Regions from separate parts of the Rattus norvegicus genome. Here region 1 is linked to region 2. Evidence: chromatin contacts called from public Hi-C data. All regions are on one chromosome and are shown on one strand. Each heading gives the region's core, a stretch centred on a gene start, on an enhancer-like site or on the middle of the called end of the contact. The rest is flanking DNA. Distances are from core to core; before and after follow the strand shown.

The links. Hi-C and Micro-C count contacts between places; a contact is called where the count stands out from the background.
Region 1: a contact with region 2 is called in a Hi-C map of liver, with 3 times the contacts expected there. The contact joins the promoter of Stt3b here to the promoter of Gpd1l1 in region 2. A contact is called at or near these places in 1 of 12 Hi-C or Micro-C datasets (liver) and 1 of 1 datasets of contacts at active chromatin or transcription factors (oligodendrocytes).

What each region holds. Positions count from the first base shown.
Region 1 is chr8:123,870,228-123,874,177 of GRCr8, reverse strand. It overlaps Stt3b (STT3 oligosaccharyltransferase complex catalytic subunit B), which reads left to right and starts at 1,999. Exons shown (of 16, transcript NM_001170539.1): 1 at 1,999-2,370. The coding sequence starts at 2,063.
Region 2 is chr8:123,496,589-123,500,637 of GRCr8, reverse strand. Gpd1l1 (glycerol-3-phosphate dehydrogenase 1 like 1) reads left to right here and starts at 1,690. Exons shown (of 8, transcript NM_001191885.1): 1 at 1,690-1,941. The coding sequence starts at 1,895.

The DNA.
Region 1 (3,950 bases), core at 750-3,249, 370 kb before region 2:
GATGGTCCCACACAGGTGACTTGTGTTTTACAATTTATTGTAATTGTTTCTACTCCCTTTCAGACTGGGCCTCCCGTCACTAAACCGCCAAGAGGGAGAAGACAGAAACTCAATGGGGAACACCTGTAATACAAGAGACACCCAAAATGTCTAAAGTGAGAGTCACCAGATAAATCCTGTTATTTTAGATGGATAGGTTCATGAAACATGGGTCAAAAGAAATGCCGCCATTTTAACACGCACTTTTCTGAGAAAGGACATATTGCCTCTCTTTGTTCAAAGAGATTGGTTAATATTCTACGGTGAATCTCATTAAAATTTACATGTTTAATAAATGTTGGATATTAAATTGGTGGTGAGGAGATCTATTTATGGAAGGCTTGTTTTCTCCGATGAGAGTCTATTTATTTTTATAAGGAAACCGGCAAAGTTAATCACTAGGTTGGGAGTGGCTGAATATACTAGTTAGGTACGTTTGTTCATTTACCGAAGACAATAAGCAACGAAACACAATTTTATTTTGCAATTTTTACAGGACTTAATCTTCTTTACACACATTTTTAAAAATTCCAGTGTCACAAAAGAAACCAATAAAATATTAACTGGCCCTTGTTTCTACAATAACCTCTGTAGGTTATTGTAGGGAGTGGGGGAGGGGGCTTATATCACAGTAATTCCAGTCTCCCAATGATCCCGCTGATCTTTATCTCTGACTTTTGTGCTTTGGGGGATGGGCGGAGCCAGTTGTGGAGGAAGAAGGCGGTATAAGCAAACTGCCCCAGACAAGGAAAAGTTCCTACACAGGGGTTTTCGGTTCGCTAGTTTGCTAAAGTGGGAATTGGGAAATAGCTAACCTAGTCCAGGAAAAGTTAATTTGGTGACGGGACGAACGTAGGCAGGTGGAAATAGTGAATTCTTGCAGTCAAAAGATTGAGCTGCAAAAATAATGTCCTGGCAATTGGGAAACACAGGAAAAAGAAGGTGACATTTTGTGTGTGTGCGTGCGCCTGGCTGCGGCTCGAACGATCGTCTGCCCTCTCTAAGTTTTCAGGGCAGCACAACAGGGACAGAGAATGCAGCGACCCAGCCACTCACTCAGGCACGTTCAGCCTAGCAGCTGGACCCACGCGCCCAGGACCCTGCACCGCGCCTGCGCGCCCAGTCACGTGGCGGGCGCTCCGTGCTGAGCGGGTTAAAAGTCACGGCCGCCGAGCAGCCGACCGCAGGGCCGTGCTCTCTGCGTCCCTTTAGCCGACTGGGACGTGGGACCTTCTGCTCCTCGAGTCAGGATCCACGCGGGGAAGCGAGCCGAACCTCCTGGTGCCCTTCCCCAGGGCCCCAAACAGGCCCGCGCGCGAAACCGCGTCTTTCAACTGACAATGAAATCGTAGCCGCGGCCGGCGGCGAATAGGCGCGAGGCCGCGAGGCGGAGGGGGAGGAGGGGAGGGCCATTCAGCCGAAGCCCCGCCCAAGACCCTGCTCGCGCTCCTGTTGGTGCACGCCGCCATTCCGGCCCCGCCCCTTAACGGACCTGTCGCTCTGTGACAGGCGGAGGGGCCAGTTCCTGTTGGGAGAGGGGGCGGAGTCAAAGGTTGCCTGAGCTCCGCCCGGACTCCAGGGGGCTCCTCCCCCTTTGTGATCCTCGCGGCGGGGCGGGCGGGGGAATGTCATTGCTGCTCCGAGCCACCGCTCCTCTGGCGCCCTCGTCCCGTCGGCTCTCGCCGCCACTGCCGCCTCCTCAGCCGCACGGGGGACACGGATGGCTAGTGGGGCGCAGGGGCCTTTTGGGTTGAGACCGCGGCGGTCGCGGCTACTGCTGAGGCGGAGACTCCGGATCGCTGCCGCCGCCGCCGCTTCCACCCACAGTGTCCCGGCCTCGCGGTGCTGAGGGCGGGAGCGCGCCCAGCTCTTCCTCCGCCTCCGCCTCCTCCTCCTGGTTGTCGTCGCCGTCGCCCTCCTCCTCCTCCTCCTCCTCCTCCTCTGGGTCTCCGCCCAGCACCCCTCGCTCCAGGCGGCGGCGGTGGCCGCGGAGGACGAGCGAGACCCGCCGCCGGGGCACAACATGGCGGAGCCCTCGGCCCCGGAGAGCAAGCACAAGTCGTCTCTCAACTCGTCCCCGTGGAGCGGCCTCATGGCTCTGGGGAACAGCCGCCACGGGCACCACGGGCCCGGAGCCCAGAGCGCTTCCAGGGCGGCGGCGGCGCCGAAGCCGGGGCCCCCCGCGGGGCTGTCCGGGGGCTTGTCGCAGCCGGCCGGGTGGCAGTCTTTGCTCTCCTTCACCATCCTCTTCCTGGCCTGGCTGGCCGGCTTCAGCTCGCGCCTCTTCGCCGTCATCCGCTTCGAGAGCATCATCCACGAGTTCGACCCGTGGTGAGTGTGCCCGCCCTTCCCCCGCAGGCAGCCCGCGGTCCCCGTTTGTCCAGAGCCCCTCGGATCCCACCCGGTCTCCCGCGGGCCGGGCCGGGCGCGCCCCCTGCCCGCCTGGCGAAGTTTGCCCGGGAGCGGAGCCTCAGTCCTCCGCCCCCGGGGTGGGCCGGCCCCGCGCGGCGCCTCTTCCCCGCCGCGCCCCGGCTTGCTCCCGGGGCCCCTTCCCCACGCCCTCTCCGCCGCAGCTTTGCGCCTTGTTGCATTTTATTTCATTTCTCTCCTCTCCTGCCTCGGAGCAGCCCCGGGATTGCCTTCTGGCCGCTGGAGATGACTGGAACCCCTCGTCCGCTCAGCCTCGCAGTTTCACTCTTTCCCCTTGTATTTTCTCTCTCTTGGAGAGCGGAGTGTTAGGATTTAGGGGGAGAAATATTATCCCGAAAGCGAGCGCAGTGGTAGCGCCTCGTGTTTTTCCAGCCCCAGGTATTTTCAGGAGTGTCTCTTTAACCCCCCTAAGGCCCTTAAGTGCTCTCAGCTCGCCACACTATTTGTACTGTTGTATTGCGTTGCTTTTTAGAGCGAGATCGTTATTCTGTTAGCCGAACTCTCACCCTGGTTGTTACCACAATATCCGACAGCGTTGCATGAGTTCTTTTATTGGTCTCTGCAGGAAGGTCTGTGGAGAAGAGTACAAACCGTACCACACACCGTGCTGGGAGCTCTAGATTGTGGTGCCGAAGTTGCACACGCTGCATGGCACTCATTGACCTGAAGGTTTTAGGGACTTAACCCAACTCTGAACACAGAGTTACCTAGACTGGAAGATTGCTTTGGGCTTTCTCCCCATTGGGCCAACCTGAGTTAAGTTTTTGTTTTTTGTTTTTTTGTTTTTTCTTTCAGAGAGGGGTGGGGGGGTTGAGAAAGAGAGCAGGAGCGCGCCTCTTTAAACTAGTTTATTTCTCTGGCTGCCCTATCAACCTTGAATTAATCTTACTTGTAATTAGACCTAATTAAACGGTAGGGTATTTGTCTTACCATTTGAAATGCACAGAGAATCTTCTTAAGAGTTAATAATATATAGGTTATAAATGAATTTTTGCCGGGGGAACCTAAATGTTCAGTATCGGATTTAAGTTGTACTTTAAGAAACATATTTATGCTGCAATATCTATTGAACACCAGAGGGGCCTACTGAAGGAAAACAGTTTAGAGAAGCAGTGAGCCACGGTGACGGCCTGCTGTGAGGGGTTTTTGTCCCATTTTAGAGGTATCAATTTTTTTCTAACATTAGATTTGCTTTATAAATGACCATTATGTTATTTGGAACCAGAGAAGAAAATCATATTGGTGGAGATTACTATGACCCTACTAGTACTTGTGAAGTAACTGGATAGAGCATGAAACAAACAATTAGATTAAAAATAAAATTGACCAGAAATGAAAGCCACTAGAATTTACTGAACAACACTAGAAGAGAAAGTTGTGTCTTTTTAGATGAAGATAGCACAGGGTGTAACAAAATTTGGAAATACTTCCAAAGTGAATTTTAGATACTTCCAGAAAGTAACATTTTTTACAAGTGGAAG
Region 2 (4,049 bases), core at 441-2,940:
CCTTCCTTCCTTCCTTCCTTCCTTCCCCCTTTTTAGGGCAGAGCCTCACTGTGTAACCAAGCTATCTAGATCAGGGTGGCCCCCGATTCACAGAGACCTGCCCACTTGGGGATTAAAGGCCTATATCACCACACACACTTTGACTTAGGTTTTTGAGATGGTCCCAATATTTGGCCTTGGCTGACCTGGAACTTGCAATGTAGACCAGGCTGCCCTGGACTCATAGATACTAATTTGCTTCTGCTTCTAGAGTGCTAGAAATAAACCTATTTTAAAATTAAATTTATTTTAAACCAGGCATTGGTTAAATATATTTAACTTAATCCAGGTAATTGCCTTTAATCCCAACATTTGGGAGGCAGAGGCAGGCACATCTCTTGTGAGTTCGAGGACAGCATGACCTATAAAGTGAGTACTAGGCTGGCCTGGTCTTTAGCATGTTTCAGATCAGCCAGGGCTACACGGTGAGACCCTGTCTCAACAAATGTATCAATTAAAATGTTTTCGTTTACTGTTGTCAAGCTTGTGAGACAGGGGCACTTATATGGATTAGCATAGGGAGGGTTTGAGGACAACTATAGGGAGTTGGTTCTCTCCCTCCTCTGTGGGCTCTGGAGATCTGACTCCAGTTCTTAGGGTTACATCTTTCCTTGCAAAACCAGCTCATCCTCCCCACTCTTGCTTTTGCTTTGTGACAGGGTCTCATGTGACCCAGGTTGACCTCAAACTCACTGTGTAGCTAAGGATGACTTTGAACTGCCGATCCTCCTGACTCTACCTCCCTGGCACTGAGATTACAACACATTCCACCATCTCTGTTTTCTGTCGCCTCGGCGTGCGCATCCGCAATACAACGACAGCTTGGGTGGAGCAGAGGTCATTGAAGCTCTGGCAGAGACGGGAAAGGGGGATGTCCTGTCCTAAGAGTAACCATATGAGGGGACAGTTCAAGTTTCTGTTTTGACCCTGTGTAGGCAAGTTTTACATCCTGAAACACAAGGGTGCTGGCTTGTCTGAGACAAGGCGACAAAGTGGCCTCTCATTTTTATGCTGGTCAAAAATAACTTGGGACTTCAGATTCTCCACGTGCTGTGATTACAGGCCAGAGCCACCAGGCGCCGGGGATGGAACTTCCTGTGTTCCATCTAGCCCTCTACCAACTGAAATACGACCATCACCCTTGTATTGCAGATACTACCAGATCTAGGGCAGAAGACATTAGATTAAAGCTCCAGGCTCGCTAGGAAATTCATAGGTGCCCGGACCTGTCCTGTTTAAACGAATTTGGCAACCGTTGTTAAAGCAGGTGTAGGCTCTGAGCCCAAATCTGGGTGAATTCACAGTCAACTATTTAGAGATATCTGGGCTCCACCCTTAAGTGACAGCTGTCCCTGCGCAGAGAGCAAATAGGTGACACTTCTATAGGTTGGGGCGGGCTTGCTCTGTCCCGAATAGTGACACACAGCAGCAGGACCTCAGGGATCCAGTCTGCGCAATAACATTGGCCTGCGTGTGGCCCGCCTGGAACCGAAAGGGAGCCTGCAGGGAGAGGGACTACACATCCCAACATTCCTCGGGCAGGGGTGGGGCGACACCGGAGGCTGACCAAGCTACCAGCCCGGACCAGGCGTGCGCAGTGGTTCTTGGGAGTGGCGGGGCGGGGCGGATCCTCCGGGCTGTCAGCTGTGGCCCTAGGCGCCTAGGCGGGTGGCGGTGGCCATTGGCGGACAGGAGGGCGGGGCGGGGTCGCCCGGAGCGGCTATACTAGGCCGTTCCAGTGGAGGTGAGCAGCCGGCCCGGGAGGCACTGTGTGTGCTGCAGCGATCCGGCTTGCAGCAGCGATCCGGCTTGGCCCTGGGAGGAAGGCTGTGTACAGCAGCTACCCGGCTTGGCCATGGCAGCGGCGCCTCTGAAAGTGTGCATCGTGGGCTCCGGGAACTGGTGAGCAGAGGCGGGTGGGCGGCGCGGGCTCCGCCTCCAGGAAGCCCCGGTTCCAGGCGGGCCAGGGCTGCTTGCTTGCTGCTTCGGCGTGGACACCAGGGCACCGCGGATACGCAGAGAGGCGGGCCTGCGATCGCTTGTCCCGGTTGGGCACTGCACACACAGAGGCCACGCCGAGGCACCAGTGCACGAGGTGCCCGGCCAAGCTGGCCTGGGTGGCAGCGTGCACGGCGCCCGCGGGCACCTGTCTGCGCATTGGTAACCCTGCGGTTACGGCCACCTGCTCGCCAAACCCCGTTACTTAGCAAAACAACCTAAGGGCGTTCTCCATTCTCCCCTGCCGATCACCCCCATGGAGGAATTTGCAGAGGCTCAGTTCTTACTGCAGTTTGGTGGGTGAGGAAACCGAGGCACAGAGAGTGATAAGGGTCGTTGCTACCTGGGGCAATGCTCTCCTTCAAGAGACAGTTCCCACTTCCTGTGGCGAGAGGTTCCCAATCCTGCTATCGAGAAGGGGCACCGAGTCCCCACCGGCCTGGCTGCCGGAACATGAGGGTCCTAGGGAAAGGTGTTTGCAGAGCTTTGGGGACACCACTGGGCTGGATTTGACTTCACTTATAAAGCGCTTGGTGCTTGGGGGGCTTTCAAGCTCCCAGTAGTTTCAATACCTTGGTGATTCTTAACACAGGAGAAGTTAGGGTCTCTGTGAGAAGGAGACAGAATATGGTGTGTTCCCGCGGCCCAGGGGTAGAACAGTTGAGGGACATTCTCTTGGCTCCTGTCCCCTTCTGTTTTTCCGTGGTCTGACTCACACCACTGCTCAGGGTGCTAGAAGCGGTTCTGTCCAGGAGTCGTAGGAGCCACCTGACTGGTGTTTGAAGACTTGGCTCTGAAAGTCGTTTTGGAGGAAACCTTAGCTGGGTGTTCTTTTCCATTGCGGCTGGACCGGTGGCCTCTCCCCGGCCTCCTGTTGCTGACCCTTGTGTTGGCCTCATCTTTTAGTTGTCTGTCTCCTGGGAGCTCTCTCCTCGGGCCCAGTTCTTTACCTAGTGCCTGGCATGTGCTAATTTTTTTTTTTTTTTTTTTTTTGAGACAGGTCTTACTTCAGCTCTGGCCTGATCTACTCACAGAGATCTGATTGTTGCTATTAAAAAGGGGGTGCAAGGGCCTCACAGACCAGCTTTTTTTTTTTTTTTTTACCCCTTTTGGTGATGGAGATCGAACCCAGGGCCTCTTGAATCATAATGAATGCTCTATAATGAGAAGACATCCACACTCAACATAAAACTACTCTGTTGCTAAGTTAATACATAGACTCCGAGCTGCTGTAGATCAAAACCCCGGGGCCTTGCTCCTCCTGGGAAGCAGCTCTACTCCCAGTCAGACTGCCCTGTGCTTTAAAAGCCAAGTGTTGGAGTAACACCTGCCTGGGATTCCAGTCCTTGGGGCAGGCAGGGGAATCAGAAATTCAAAGCCATGCTTTTTGTATTTTTATTACAATTTGTTTAACTTTTATTTGTATGGGTTTGAGTGTTTTGCCTGCATAAATATGCAAGTGCTCTCAGTGTGCCCTCAGTGTGCCCGGTGCCTGCAGAGGTCAGAAGAGTGCAGACGATTTCCTGGAACTCTGGAACTGAGTTACAGATGGTTGTGACCTGCCAGGCAGGTGCTGGGAAAGCCCTCTGCAAAAGCAACAAGTGCTCTTAACCATGGAGCCGTCTCTCTAGCCCCTATTTTATTTCTTTTTTTGAGACTGGGTCTTGGTGCTTGCTATGTAGGCCAGACTGGCCTTGAACTCAGAGATCTGACAGCCTCTGCTTCCTGAGTGCTGGGATTAAAGGCATGTGTCACCACATCTGTCTACTCCTTGTGTGTGTGTGTGTGTGTGTGTGTGTGTGTGTGTGTGTTTGTGTTTGTGTGTGCGCGCGCTCGTGAGAGAGAGAGAGAGAGAGAGAGAGAGATCCTGCAGAAGTCAGAGGACAACTTTTCAGAGTTCTTTTGTAAACTGGTGATCTAACTCAGGCCATCGGGTTTGTGCAGCAAGCACTCTTTTACCTGCTGTCCCACTATGTGCTTTTAGTGTGCTATTTGAAGCAACAGCAGAAAGC